3 separate regions of the Sus scrofa genome follow, and all the other regions are linked to region 2. The links are chromatin contacts, called in public Hi-C and HiChIP or PLAC-seq maps. All regions are on one chromosome and are shown on one strand. Each heading gives the region's core, a stretch centred on a gene start, on an enhancer-like site or on the middle of the called end of the contact. The rest is flanking DNA. Distances are from core to core; before and after follow the strand shown. Region 1 holds the start of CALML4 (calmodulin-like 4). Region 2 has its middle 28 kb from the start of SKOR1. Region 3 holds the start of CLN6 (ceroid-lipofuscinosis, neuronal 6, late infantile, variant).

Region 1 (3,933 bases), core at 882-3,381, 320 kb before region 2:
ATGCTGGTACGGGTTGTGTTTGGTTTAATGGTTATGGTTTCTCCTGTGTTGTGCCTTAAATTTCATCCCTAGCCCAAGCGGAGGGCCACAGCGGTGGCCTCACTTGGAAATGAATCTGATTGTTGAGTTTACAGCGAGACGCCATTGTCATCCTCCTCTGGACTTCATGAAAAATCGACCCAATAAGCACCTGGCTCCAAAATTTGCCCCCCCCCCCGGTGAATTACTATCTTTAGTATCCTGACTATCTTACTCTTGATATTTTAGCTGCTGAGTTGTCTGCACTGCATTTGTGGGGTTTGGTTGCAGTGCACCTCTGTTCCTCCCCCCAGGAATATAGTGGAAAAGAGTGGGCTGAGACTGCAGGGCATGTAGGGATGGAGTGTATGGTCAGCCACTCAAGATGGCTGTTCTCTTGCTCTCTGCACAGCCCCTGCTCGACCACTTCCTGCTTCACCTGTATCCTACTTGCATGACTATCCAATCCTCTTAATCATAGGGCTTAATTAGTAATTGCCTCTTCACTTGCCCCCTGCCCCAGCCATTGGTTTCCCTGGTACCTGATGAGCCAACCCAATGTCAACTCCCCCTATAAAGAGTAGCTTCTGCCATGCCCCCCCACCCCCCAGCAAGAAATGTCCTACCTGCCATCTGCCATACACAGTGGGGTGCCACTCCAGGACTTGGCTTCAGACAAGATGCCCTGTCCAGTAAATCACTGGTGTCTCTGGCCCTTAGCTGGATGAAGCCCAGCCACGTCTCCCCTGAGAGTCCCTTTCCAAAGGCAGGACGATTCTGAGTGCATTTTTGCCTGGACACTCCAGCCCCCCCAACCCCCTGGCCCCCAAGCTGCCACTCTGTGCCCCTCTCGCACTTCCATGGTCCCATCTCCTTTCCCCACCTCCCCCCACCCCAAGGCTGTTAATGAGAAGCTCCCCTCCTCTCTTGCTCTCCACCAAACTTTCCTCTTCTCAGCCCCAACAGGGAGGGGTCAGAAGCCTCCAGCTGAACATCTCTAGGTCTAGAAATGGGTGTGAAGGTGACTGATAGTGTAGAGGTAAAGGGAACCTTCCATATGGAGGCGGTTGGAGGAGGGAGGGAGAATGGTGGGCAAAGGAGGGCCCCACCTGTCCATGTGTCCCCACAGATTAGCAACAGGTCCCTCCTCTGTGCATGTGCAGCCCCTTTGCAGGCTTCACTTGTCCCTGGGCTGGGAGCTCTGGTGCTGCACACAACCTGTGCTGCCTTCTGTGCTGGTCCTAATAAGGTGGGTGGACCTTGGAGTTGGGGCCCCCAGGCCGGGCAGCCACCAGCCGTGGACAAGGATACAGCAGGTATCTGGGTGCCCAATGGGGAGAGCCCAGCTGTGCCGGGTCCAGCAGCTCCACTCACATCCTCAGGGGCTATGGGCAGCTGTGGGGGTAGAGCTCACACCACTGAGGAAATGGGGAGTCAGCAGCTTCTGCAGGAAGGGTGGGGGCTGCTGTGGTAAGAGGAGGGAAAGGAAGGAAAGTGGGAGGCTTCCTGGTGGAGAAAGTCACCTAAGAGGCCCCTTCTAAGCCCCCTGGGTAGCCTGTCTTGGGGCCAGATCTCCCAGTGCAGTTACCTACCCCTCACCCCCAGACCCAGCCTGAGTCCCTGGAAGGAGGGGAGGGAACTCTCACACATGAGAACTGACAGCACTCTGGCCTTTGACTCTCAAAAAGCCCTATGATGAGGTCCGGCTAGGACAGTGAGGCACAGAGCAGTGTAATGACATGCCAAGGTCACTCAGCAAATGGCTTGAGATCAGCAGGGCCTGTGTCCCTTCTGTCCATAGCATCCCCTGACTCTGGGGGTGGAGGTGGCTGTCACAGGGGTGCCATCAGGGCCGGGTTTTCTTTCACCTACAAGATGGTGTATGAAGAGCCTTAAGGCAGTGTGCCAAGTGCCTGACACCTAGGTGGAGTCTACCAGCCTCCAGAGAGAAAGACCCTGGCATCCCCTTCTGTGTGTCACCAACCCCTTCTTAGTGTCCACAGAGGGTTCCTAGGAAGGAACAATAGCGTTTGTCCCTTGGCTACAGAGCATCAACTTCCGGATGCAGGACTGTATGAAGGGGAAGCCCTTGTGCAGCTCTGGCCTCTCAAACCCCAAGCTGCTACCCGGCCCAGGGAGGCAAGCAGGCAGGCCTGGAACATCAGCAGAGCACAGGAAGCTGGAATCTGACCCCTGGCATTGGGCCTGGTCTCCATGGCAGCCGTGGATTTATTACCCGGGCCTCCACCCAGCTTGGTGGACTTTTGACTTGAAGTGGAGAGGAAGAGGAATGAGAAGGCGGTGCAGGGGACAGAGAGTGCACGGGTGGCAGCCGGAGGACCCTGCGTGATGGTAAGTAGGGGTCACTGTAGCCTGGCAGGGGCAGGGGGTGTTCGTGGGTCCCTCCCTGACGGTTTTTCTCTCTCTGCTCCAGGCCAAGTTTCTTTCCCAGGACCAAATTAATGGTAGGTTGAGTTTTCTTTTTCACTAGCAACTCACAGCGAAATATGGGTCTCATTAGGCGAGTTGCTCTGCTCACATTTTGTTGGTGGGTAGGAAGGCGGCTACAGCTTCGGCTTCAGGGCAGGGGGAGAGCTGGGCCCACCCATGGGCAAGGGGATGGCTGTTGGGTGGAGGCAGGTTGCAGTGGGGAGGGGCAAGGCTTGGAGGAAGGAAATGTCAGTGTTATGTTGTCAGTGTGATTTACAAGACAGTGATGGAAGAGGGCGCTCACTAGGTTTTCCTCCAGAACCTGCTGGTTGGGTTTAGGGAGGGAAGGGGAGAGGGGGTGGACCGAGAGATGCCAGCCACTGGCTGCAGCTGAGGGCCTGAAAAAAGAAGGGGCTTTGTCATTGGCTGAGAAAAAGGGCCCAGGTCTGCATTCTCTGGCAGGTTGCATCTACTCTCAGGGCCTCAGTCTCCTTATCTGTAAAGAGGGATCAGCTTAAGTGGTCTCTGAGGTCCCTCTGCCCTGTGACCAAGCCTAGTTTGGTGTAGGGAGCACTTTATCCCCCGGGTCCCCTTTATTTCTCACTGTGCCTGGTTCTGTTTCCCAAGGCCAAGCCCAGAGAGTTGGGTTACACAGAACGCAGGGGCCCAGATCTGATAGGGGAGGCCCAGCAGGGCTCAGGTTGGGAGGTAAACTGAGGCTTGCCTGGGCAGGGATTCCCGAGTTCTGGGTACCAGGAGCTTGATCTAAGAGGGAGAATGGGTGGGTGGATGGCAAGTTCCCAGTAGGCACCTCTGCATAGACCGCTGGATATCCTTACCCCAAAAGAGGGCCCAGAGCAGGGGCTTCTCTTGCCCAGATCTCAAGGCAAGACTTGGCTGAGTCTCACTGAGGCTGACAGCTGCACTGCAGCCCCATCACCCCACCAATACCTGGTTCTGAGCCTCAGTGACCATCCCTCTGGGGCCTCTGACTCTCCCAGAAGGAAGAAGGTAAGAGTGAGTCCCTTTGTATCCTAATATGTGACACAAAGAAAGTGACAACAAATGTTTAATGAATGATTAGATAGGGTGGCTGGATGGAGTGGGAAGACCCAGGGAACTTGGAGGCAGCAGATCTTGGCTCCAGTCACCTGTGAGCCTCAGTTGTCTCATCTGTGAAGTGGGAACAAAGACACTGCCTCACCAGGCTGCCATGAGAGACAGAGGATGTCAGCCATGAACCTGACATGGGGCCTAGGTGTCACCTAGATGTGTGCTGGAGCCAGCTTTCCCTGCCTAGCTTGAGCCAGCTGGTACAGTTTTAGGAATTTTTGGGAGCAGGTTGTTAAAATCAGCCATTAAATAATGGAAGATGAAAGAATGTTCCAACCTCTCTCTCTGCTACAAAACATTTTAAGATAGCTTTATAGCAATCAATAGTGCTGAAGATTTGACAGATTTCCATTTAATGAATATAATTTGCGC
Region 2 (4,047 bases), core at 33-2,532:
ATAAGTGAAAACAGCAGCGTATAAAAAATACATACAGTACGGGGCAGATTTTGTTATATATAAAAATGGCTAACGCTTCTGGAATGTTAGCTATTATATACAGCCTCTCACTCAATCTTCACAACATTCTTCTGCAATTAACACTGTTATTCATGTTAGGTAAAGAAAGAAACCAGTTAGAAAGAAAAACATCAATGTCTACAGGGAAGAAGAACAAGGGTAACTGATGAATTTTATTTTCTTCATGCTCTTTTTTATTTTCCAACTCTTTAACAAGGAGGTATTATTTTTTTTTGTCCAACAGAAATATCGAATTTTTCTTCTCCTTTCTAGTTTATATATGTGAGGACTGAAGAATCGGAACAATACAGAGAAAATGAAAACTCTCCACCCACTACTGCTATTCCAACCACAGAGAGAGTCCACTGTGGACAGTCTGGCTGTTTAATATTTGCCTTTAATTCGTATTTGGCTTTGGTATTTATATTTGCTTTTCCATTGCGAATGTAGACATATACACTTGAAAAAGCAAACGTGATCATCTTACCATGTCAATACTTAAAACTCGCTAATCTGGGTCCTTTTGGGAGGCTGCACTTTGGTTTCTGTCCTGAGGGATGTCCAGGGCCCCTTTCCAAGTGGTGAACCATCTCTGGTCCTGGCCACCCACCCCAAGGGCTCCGGGTTTAGGACCTGGAGAACTGCGTTCTGGCAGAAGCCATTTACTAGCTGTGTGACCAGAGGCTAACCACTTTTGCTCTCTGAGAGTCTGTTTCCCCATCCTTCAGATGGCCGTTACAGCTCTTGCCTTGCCCAGTTTACGGGGACACCGCGATGCTACAAATGCTGACGGCTGTGACCGGTTGGTTAAGTGCTGCCCCTAAATCAGTCCTCTTCAGGCTCCTCCCTTCTGCCTCTCCATTTCCCTGCAGCCGGAGAGATTCTTCAACTTAAGTAGAAAAGGAGGCTGGAGGGCCGCGCGAAGGGAAGGGACGTGGTCTCCAGGCAAGCTCTAGAAACCTAGAAGCTCGAAACTGACTTGTGAACCCCGCTTGGGCTGACTCGAGAGTCTTCTGACTGGCATCTGCGGAGGAGGAATCTCTGGAGGTGGAAGCAAAAAAACAAATGCCTAGAGTGCAGCGGCGTGTAGCAGAGGAAAGCACTAGAGGGCTCAAAACGCTGCCTTGCGTCCACCTCCAAAGTGGATTTTAAAGGCTCTGCAAGAGCGAGCCAGAGCAGAGGCGAGGGCCTTCTCCTGCGGAGCCGCCGCCCCCTGGTGGCGGCGTGCACATGTTACAGCTGCTTGATAGGCCCCGCCTCCTCGCGCAGGGGCTGTGGGCTGTAGGGATTGAGTTGCCATTCACACGTCCTGAAACTAAAGAGCCCTTAGCCAGTTCCAACCAAAACTGAAACGTGCCGGAAAGGGGAGGTCAGGCCTAGGTGAACCAGGACTGGAACCTGGGACTCCAGATGTCTCACCCAGTGGATGATTACAATTTATGGTAATCGTTAAAGCAAAAAGCCCTAGGCAATGAAGAGTTTATTCCAGTTATTGGAATAGGGAGAAGGGGCATGAACACCAAATGTCTGGTGGGTTTTTTTTTTGTTGTTTTTTGGGTTTTTTTTTTTTTTGTCTTTTCTAGGGTCACTCCCGTGGTATATGGAGATTCTCAGGCTAGGGGTCTAATCGGAGCTGTAGCTGCTGGCCCACGCCAGAGCCACAGCAACACCCGATCTGAGCTGCGTCTGCAACCTACACCATGGCTCATGGCAACGCCGGATCCTTACCCCACTAAGCAAGGCCAGGATCGAACCCTCAACCTCATTGTTCCTAGTCGGATTCATTAACCACTGAGCCACGATGGGAACTCCCCAAATGTCTTAAAGAAAAGGAAGTCGCCTAAGGTTTCAGAGAGGCAGGTGACCAGGGAGTCATCAGCCAGTCTCATGGGAATAGCAACAAAGGAGGTACATGGGTTGTTTTCTTGGCATATGCGAGAGCAAGGAGGTCCTGTTTCCCCAGAACTTAAGGAGGTGGGGAGTTTCTTATTCCTCCCTGCCTTTCAAGAGCACAGGACTCAGATAAAACTCAACGCTCTCATAATAAATGGCACAGACTACTTAAGAGGTGAGCATAGCGAGGCCCAGGTCATGCATCTGTGGATTTTAGTAGTGAGACAAGATTCCAACCTGCTGATACGAAACAACAAAGAGTCCCCAACCTGCAGTTTAAAGTTCCCTCTAAGCATAAAATCATAAAGTTACTGTGCAAGAGAGGAACTGAGCCAGCAGCAGAAATGACCTGCTCAGTCATGGCTTTTGGTCTGATGGAGCGTATCAGTGACCTGCTGGACTCACCCAGGAAAAGTGTTGGGATTTACCCCTAGAAAGGCAGGGTGGAGGCTGTGAAAATACAGTGAGGTCCCCTGGTCAAGTCTCGGGAAGGCCCAGGGCAGTTGTGGGATTCGGCTACCATGTCTCTCAGCCAGGCTGTCTATCTGTCTCTCTCTATGGCCCCCACTCTGTTTCTCTTCCTGCCCAGCTCCTCCTTCACCCACAGTCTCTCCTCTCCCATGACTTCAACTGGCACCTGGCCCCTTGTGGCCACCCCAGCCCTTGAATCTACCCAACCTCCAGCTGTAGAGCCCACCACTGACTGCAGCTTCCTCTGGGTCTTTTAAGACACTTCTCCATGGCCAGCCTGTATTTTCAAGCCAGGCCCCAAATCACCGAGTGCTCTGCCTGCGATTGGCCCAGCCTCTGGTACGCAGCCCAGCCAGGCCCTTGATTGTTCAGGGTGGGGTGGGGTGGGTGGGGTTAAATGATTGGCTTCTGGCAGGGGCTGGGACAGGGCAGCTGCCTGTAGAAGTATCAGGAGCAGCTGCATCCAGGTGGTCTGAGGCTACAGTTTGGAAACCCAGGCTAGAAGTGTCATCCCCTCCAAGCACTTGCGCCCTCTTGTGGGTCCTGGGCTTCGTCTGCAGGAGGGTGCTGACTGAAGAGGGCAGTCTAAAGGACTGGAGAGAAGGGGACTCCCCTGTGACAATCTGGACTGTGGTCCCAGCAGTACCCCTGACCCACTGGCCCAGCTGCCCAGCCTCTTTGACAACGACCTTCCTTCCTAGCCTGAGGGTTCACGCCCTACGAGAGTGAGAGCGGTTGGCCAAAACTGGCCCTTTGCAGCCTGTTTCTGCTTGGTCTGCGAGCTCAGAATGGCATTTATGTTCTTATATGAAAAACACCGAAAGGAGAAGAATATAGCAAGACATGGAAATTATATAAAATTCAAATTTCAGTGTCCATAAATAAAGTTTGGGGTGTTTGTTTTGTTTTTTCTTTTTAGGGCTGCACCTGCAGCATAGGAAGTTCCCAGGCTAGGGGCTGAATCATATCTCCAGCTGCCAACCTATGCTACAGCCATAGCAACATCGTATCCGAGCCGCATCTGGGACCTACACCACAGCTCATGGCAATGTTACATCCTTAACCCATTGAGTGAGGCCACAGATTGAACCCACATCCTCATGGATACTCGTCAGATTCTTAACCCACTGAGCCACAACGGGAACGCCCATAAATAAAGTTTGGGTTTGTTTTTTGTTTTTTGGTGGTTTTGTTTGTTTGCTTGCTTGCTTTTTAGGGCTGCACCTGTGGCATATGGAGGTTCCCAGGCTAGGGGTCAAATAAGAGCTGCAGCTGCTGGCCTACGCCACAGCCGCAGCCATGACAGATCTGAGCCATGTCTGCAACCTAGGCCACAGCTTGTGGCAATGCTGGAGCCTTAACCCACTGGGAGAGGCCAGAGATCACATCCTTATGGATACTGGTCAGGTTCTTAACCCACTGAGCCACAACAGGAACTCTCCCAGCTGTATCTTAATCCATTAGCCCTCAGGGAGGGGTGATCTGACTCTAGTCCAAATACCCTGGCAATTCAGGTACCACCCTTGACAATCAACAGTGTCCATCCCACTGTACAAAATGGCTTTCTGGTAACCAGGGAAGGGGACAGGTGGGGTACTGGAGGTAGGGACAGCAGTTCTAGAA
Region 3 (3,909 bases), core at 254-2,753, 340 kb before region 2:
ATTAAGGATGGAGAAAAACAGGATAATGGCCCTTGATAGTTAAGGGACACATCAAAGGAATGATTTCAATGAGTCCAGAAAAAGTAGAAAAGAGAAAAAATAGAAAAGCACTTGATTAATGGTAATCTTCTGATGTTTGACTCTTTTTTTTTTTTTCAGCAAAAATTTCTATTATCCTGGTTCCTCCCTTAACCTCTGTGGGTGGAACAGTTTCTCAGAGCTATCTGAGAGGCTACCAGCTGCCACTATAACCCTCAGGAAGGTCCCCAAATACAACATAATTCTCAACGTTCAGGTTGTGCTTTTTTTCAACTGACAGTCATTAATGTACAAAAATTACTATTATAGATGTCATGATGAATATACAAACCCAGGTCGTTTCTCCAGGGCAAGATGGATCACCCTGCCAGAGAATTTTAAACTAGGGCTACCCTGATTCCTGAAACTACAATTAACAAATGTCACAAGACACTGATTAATTACAGCTTCTTTGCTCTTCTCTTTTGGAAAACAAAACAAAAAAAATTCCTCTAACTCAATGACTAAATTGGAGTGGAACTGAGCGAGGCTTGTCTCTCACTCCCTCATTTGGTACCCTGCAGTAAACCCTCTATCCTTCACCAGAACCTGGTGTCAGCAGATTGACTTTGCTGCAGGTCCACAGCACACCCACTGGGTCCTCCAGAAGCCTGTCTGAACCCACCCTCTCCAAGTCTCTGCGCACACAATACTCAGTACTTTCCCCAGCACATCACTTACCAATCCTCCTCCCACCACCCCTCAAATGTAAGCCCCACTACAGCAAGATTCATCTGTTCTTGTATGCGCAGTGCGCTGCTCACAGCAAGAGTTAATACAAATTTTAATGGGAGAGAAGGAAGTAACTTTTCCGAATCCACTGAGCCCAAGCGTGACAAAGCCAGAATTGGAATCTGCGTCATCCCACGCCCCCGCCCCCCAGCTTGGAAAAAAAGTCTCTGCTCCTGTGCATCCGACCTTCCTATCCCACGGCTTATTTAATGCCTAGCGTCAAGTGCCACAAAGTTGACATTTTCAGACGCGACATCTTCCATCTGCGGAATGAAGGTGCGTAGCACAGTGGGGAAAGGACATGAACCCCTCTCCCCAAGGACAAAGGAAATCTCGCCTTGCCTCCTCCTCAGGGAAGCATTCCGGTCGGGTGAGTCATTTCCCACGTGCTTAGTCTGCCTTAGACCAATATCTGAGTCTCAGGCAGCCTAGGCAAAGCCTCCCGCCCCTTGTCAGGAGCGGATCCCAGCAAATCCCAGCCCCAGTTGGCCCGAGGCAGGGTGCGCCTGCCTCTGCCTCCGCCCCCGCTCCCCGCTGGGGACGCCACCTACCTCCCGCCCCGACTTCCTCGTGTGGAGCTCGCCCCGCCTCCCTTTCCATCCACCGGTCTCGGAGTAGCACCCGCCGTTCGCCCCGCCCCGCGGGGCCCCGCCTCCGGCCCGCACCTCCCCTCTCCGCGCTCTCCCGAGGGCCCGCCCCAGCGGTTGGCCTGTGTTGTAGCGGCCGCCGGGCCCACCGAGCCAGTCTCCAGCTCGGGACAGCGTGGTGGAGGGCCCGGCCTGCCGGCGGGGCAGCCATGGAAGCGGCGGCGCGGAGGCGGCAGCAACCGGGAGCGGCGGGCGGCCCGGGCGCGCAGCCGGGCGCCTCCTTCCTGCAGGCCAGGTGGGCGCGCGCCGGGCGGCGGAGCGGAACCGCGGCCCCACCACGTGACCGGGCGGGATCGCGGCGCCGGGGCTGCGGAGCCCGGGATGGGTCTTTCCCCCTCTGGCTCTGCAGCTGCTCTCTCGCCCACTCGCCTGGGCCCCGCCTCCGCGCTCTTTCTCTTCCCGGGCGAGCCCTCCGCCCAGGGAGGCTCAGCAGCCTTGACCGGCTTTGGGACAGTCTGTCAGCTAAGGGACGTCTTCAGGGGTCCAAGAAACCTGGAGGGGTGGGGGTGGTGAGCCTAGAGGACACCCCCGCTCACTTGAGTCCCCAAGGCTCCTGCAAGCCCCAGGCGCCACCCCGAGTTCTCCTGCCCCCTCAGCCATCAATAGGAGTTGGATTCTGGTGTTAACATGAGGCTCACTCCTTGCCTCAAGGAACCCAAGAATGTGGGAATGTAAATGAAAGACAGCGAAGTGTGGAAGCTCCCCTCGGGAGAAAATGAGGAAGGGCTTTTCTCACAAGGTTGCTGTTCTCTCGGGAAGAAGTTAATGGTTTATTTAGTTGAGACGAGGCACTTGGGGCGGGGGAAGGTACAGAAGTCATTTTTATTTTATTTTATTTCAGGGAAAAAATCGATTTATTAAGATAGGACGCTAGTGAGACGTGCAAGCGGGCAGGCAAGGAGGCTCTGCCAGAAGCAACTTTTAAATCTTTCCCTCCACTCTGCCTTCATCCCGAAACATTCGTTGCCTATTACAGGCATTCATTAAGCATCTCTGGTGTGCCCCGCTCTGTGTCAGGCGCTGAAATGGTGGATGAGGTGAAGCCGGAGAGTCCCAGAGTCCAGAAGGACCTGGGAGGGACAGAATCCAAGCAGGGGCTGAGAGGTTATCTTGGAGGACTTCCTGGAGGTAGTAGCATTTGAGGTGCATCTCAAAATACTCAGTAGGTGACAGGGGAAGAAAGGCTGTTCCAGCTTGAGGAAAGGCAAGCGGTGCAGTGGTGCTGGAGCTTTCCATGTGTACAGTGGCAGGAGGATGCAGACTGGTTGCAGGCTGGAACCTGAATGAGAGCCTAGAGTGCAAAATTTAAGGAGACGCTCACTCTTGGAACACTCAAAAACCTTCCATGGCTCCCTTGCGCCTATTTAAATGTTGGGCCTATGTGCCTTAATTGCCTCACCCTAAATGGCAGGTTAAGGATGCAGTTTTTGTTCTGTAGGGCACAGGGGAGCCATGGCAGGTTTTTGAGCAGTAGCATGCTCAGAGTCAATTTTAGGAAGTCTGTGGTATGATTTGGGCTGAGGGAAGAAATCTGAGACACTTGGCTGAGAGTAGCTTTCTTCCGCTACTGAAGGACAGCTCTTGTTTTGGATCCCCTGCAACTTAGGAGTCAGCCTTAAACTGGGATAGCCCAGTTGGAACGGTCTGTGAATATCAGATATGGTCAGCACTTTATCTCAAGTGTGGGGTTTCCACATGCAGAATCCTACTCAGTCTTTTTGTATTTTGTATATATGAAAACAGGTCTAGAGAAGGTTACATCATTTGTTGTACAAGAACCAGGGCCTAGCCCCAGGGCTTCTGATTTCAGGCTTCTGCTCTCACTACTCCATTCTGGCTGCTGAGAAGTGATGTCCCTCTTTATTTCTGCATGAGCTCCCCACCAGCCAGGGTGCTAATGAGGGTGGCATGTAGGGCTGGCTCTCTTCCAGGGTGTCTCTGCCCCCCTCATTGGCTGCCTCTAGGCAGATTCTCAGTATTATTACTGCAGAAGACAGTAGACAGAATCATCTTGTCCAACTCCTAGGATGCTTGGATTTCCACTGATGCTTCCACACTTTGCTTACCTACCTCTAATGACAAGGTGCTCACTACCTTTCAGTGGAGCCTATTCCAGCTTCTGCCTGCTATGGCGACAGTTTTTTTTGGTTTTGTTTTGTTTTAATTATTGTAGTCAAAGTAGTATATGTCTATGATTAAAATTGCACAGTTGGGCTTAAAGCAAAAACCAGTGGTCCTTTGTTCACCTCTCCCTAGCACCAGAGACAACCACGTTAGCTTCTTTTAGGTGTTTCTTTTTCCTTTTTTTTTTGACTGCACTGTGGCCCTCGGAAGTTCCCCAGCCAGGGATTGAACCCACACCACAGCAATGACAATGCCAGATCCTAGACTCCTAGGCCACCAGGGAACTCCTAGCTGTTTCTATCAGAATTAAATTCCTATTTCTAAATAA

Evidence for each region. Hi-C and Micro-C count contacts between places; a contact is called where the count stands out from the background. HiChIP or PLAC-seq counts read pairs in DNA pulled down with a chosen protein or histone mark.
Region 1: a contact with region 2 is called in a Hi-C map of skeletal muscle, with 4 times the contacts expected there. The contact joins the promoter of CALML4 here to the enhancer-like site in region 2. A contact is called at or near these places in 14 of 47 Hi-C or Micro-C datasets (alveolar macrophages, brain, embryonic fibroblasts and 8 more) and 1 of 2 datasets of contacts at active chromatin or transcription factors (skeletal muscle).
Region 3: an H3K27ac HiChIP or PLAC-seq map of skeletal muscle shows a contact between it and region 2. The contact joins the promoter of CLN6 here to the enhancer-like site in region 2. A contact is called at or near these places in 1 of 5 promoter capture datasets (fetal skeletal muscle), 8 of 47 Hi-C or Micro-C datasets (alveolar macrophages, brain, embryonic fibroblasts and 4 more) and 1 of 2 datasets of contacts at active chromatin or transcription factors (skeletal muscle).

Annotation. Positions count from the first base shown.
Region 1 is chr1:166,097,992-166,101,924 of Sscrofa11.1, reverse strand. CALML4 (calmodulin-like 4) reads left to right here and starts at 2,131. Exons shown (of 5, transcript NM_001244619.1): 1 at 2,131-2,370; 2 at 2,453-2,483. The coding sequence starts at 2,368.
Region 2 is chr1:165,779,901-165,783,947 of Sscrofa11.1, reverse strand. No RefSeq gene overlaps it. Among named protein-coding and RNA genes, the nearest start is that of SKOR1, 28 kb to the right of the region's middle. Within about 2 kb of position 1,282, at least 54 of the 83 cell types and tissues checked have an H3K27ac peak or open chromatin away from gene starts, as enhancers often do. A contact at or near this core is called in alveolar macrophages, brain, embryonic fibroblasts and 5 more, where this site is marked.
Region 3 is chr1:166,123,640-166,127,548 of Sscrofa11.1, reverse strand. It overlaps CLN6 (ceroid-lipofuscinosis, neuronal 6, late infantile, variant), which reads left to right and starts at 1,503. Exons shown (of 7, transcript NM_001243614.1): 1 at 1,503-1,692. The coding sequence starts at 1,607.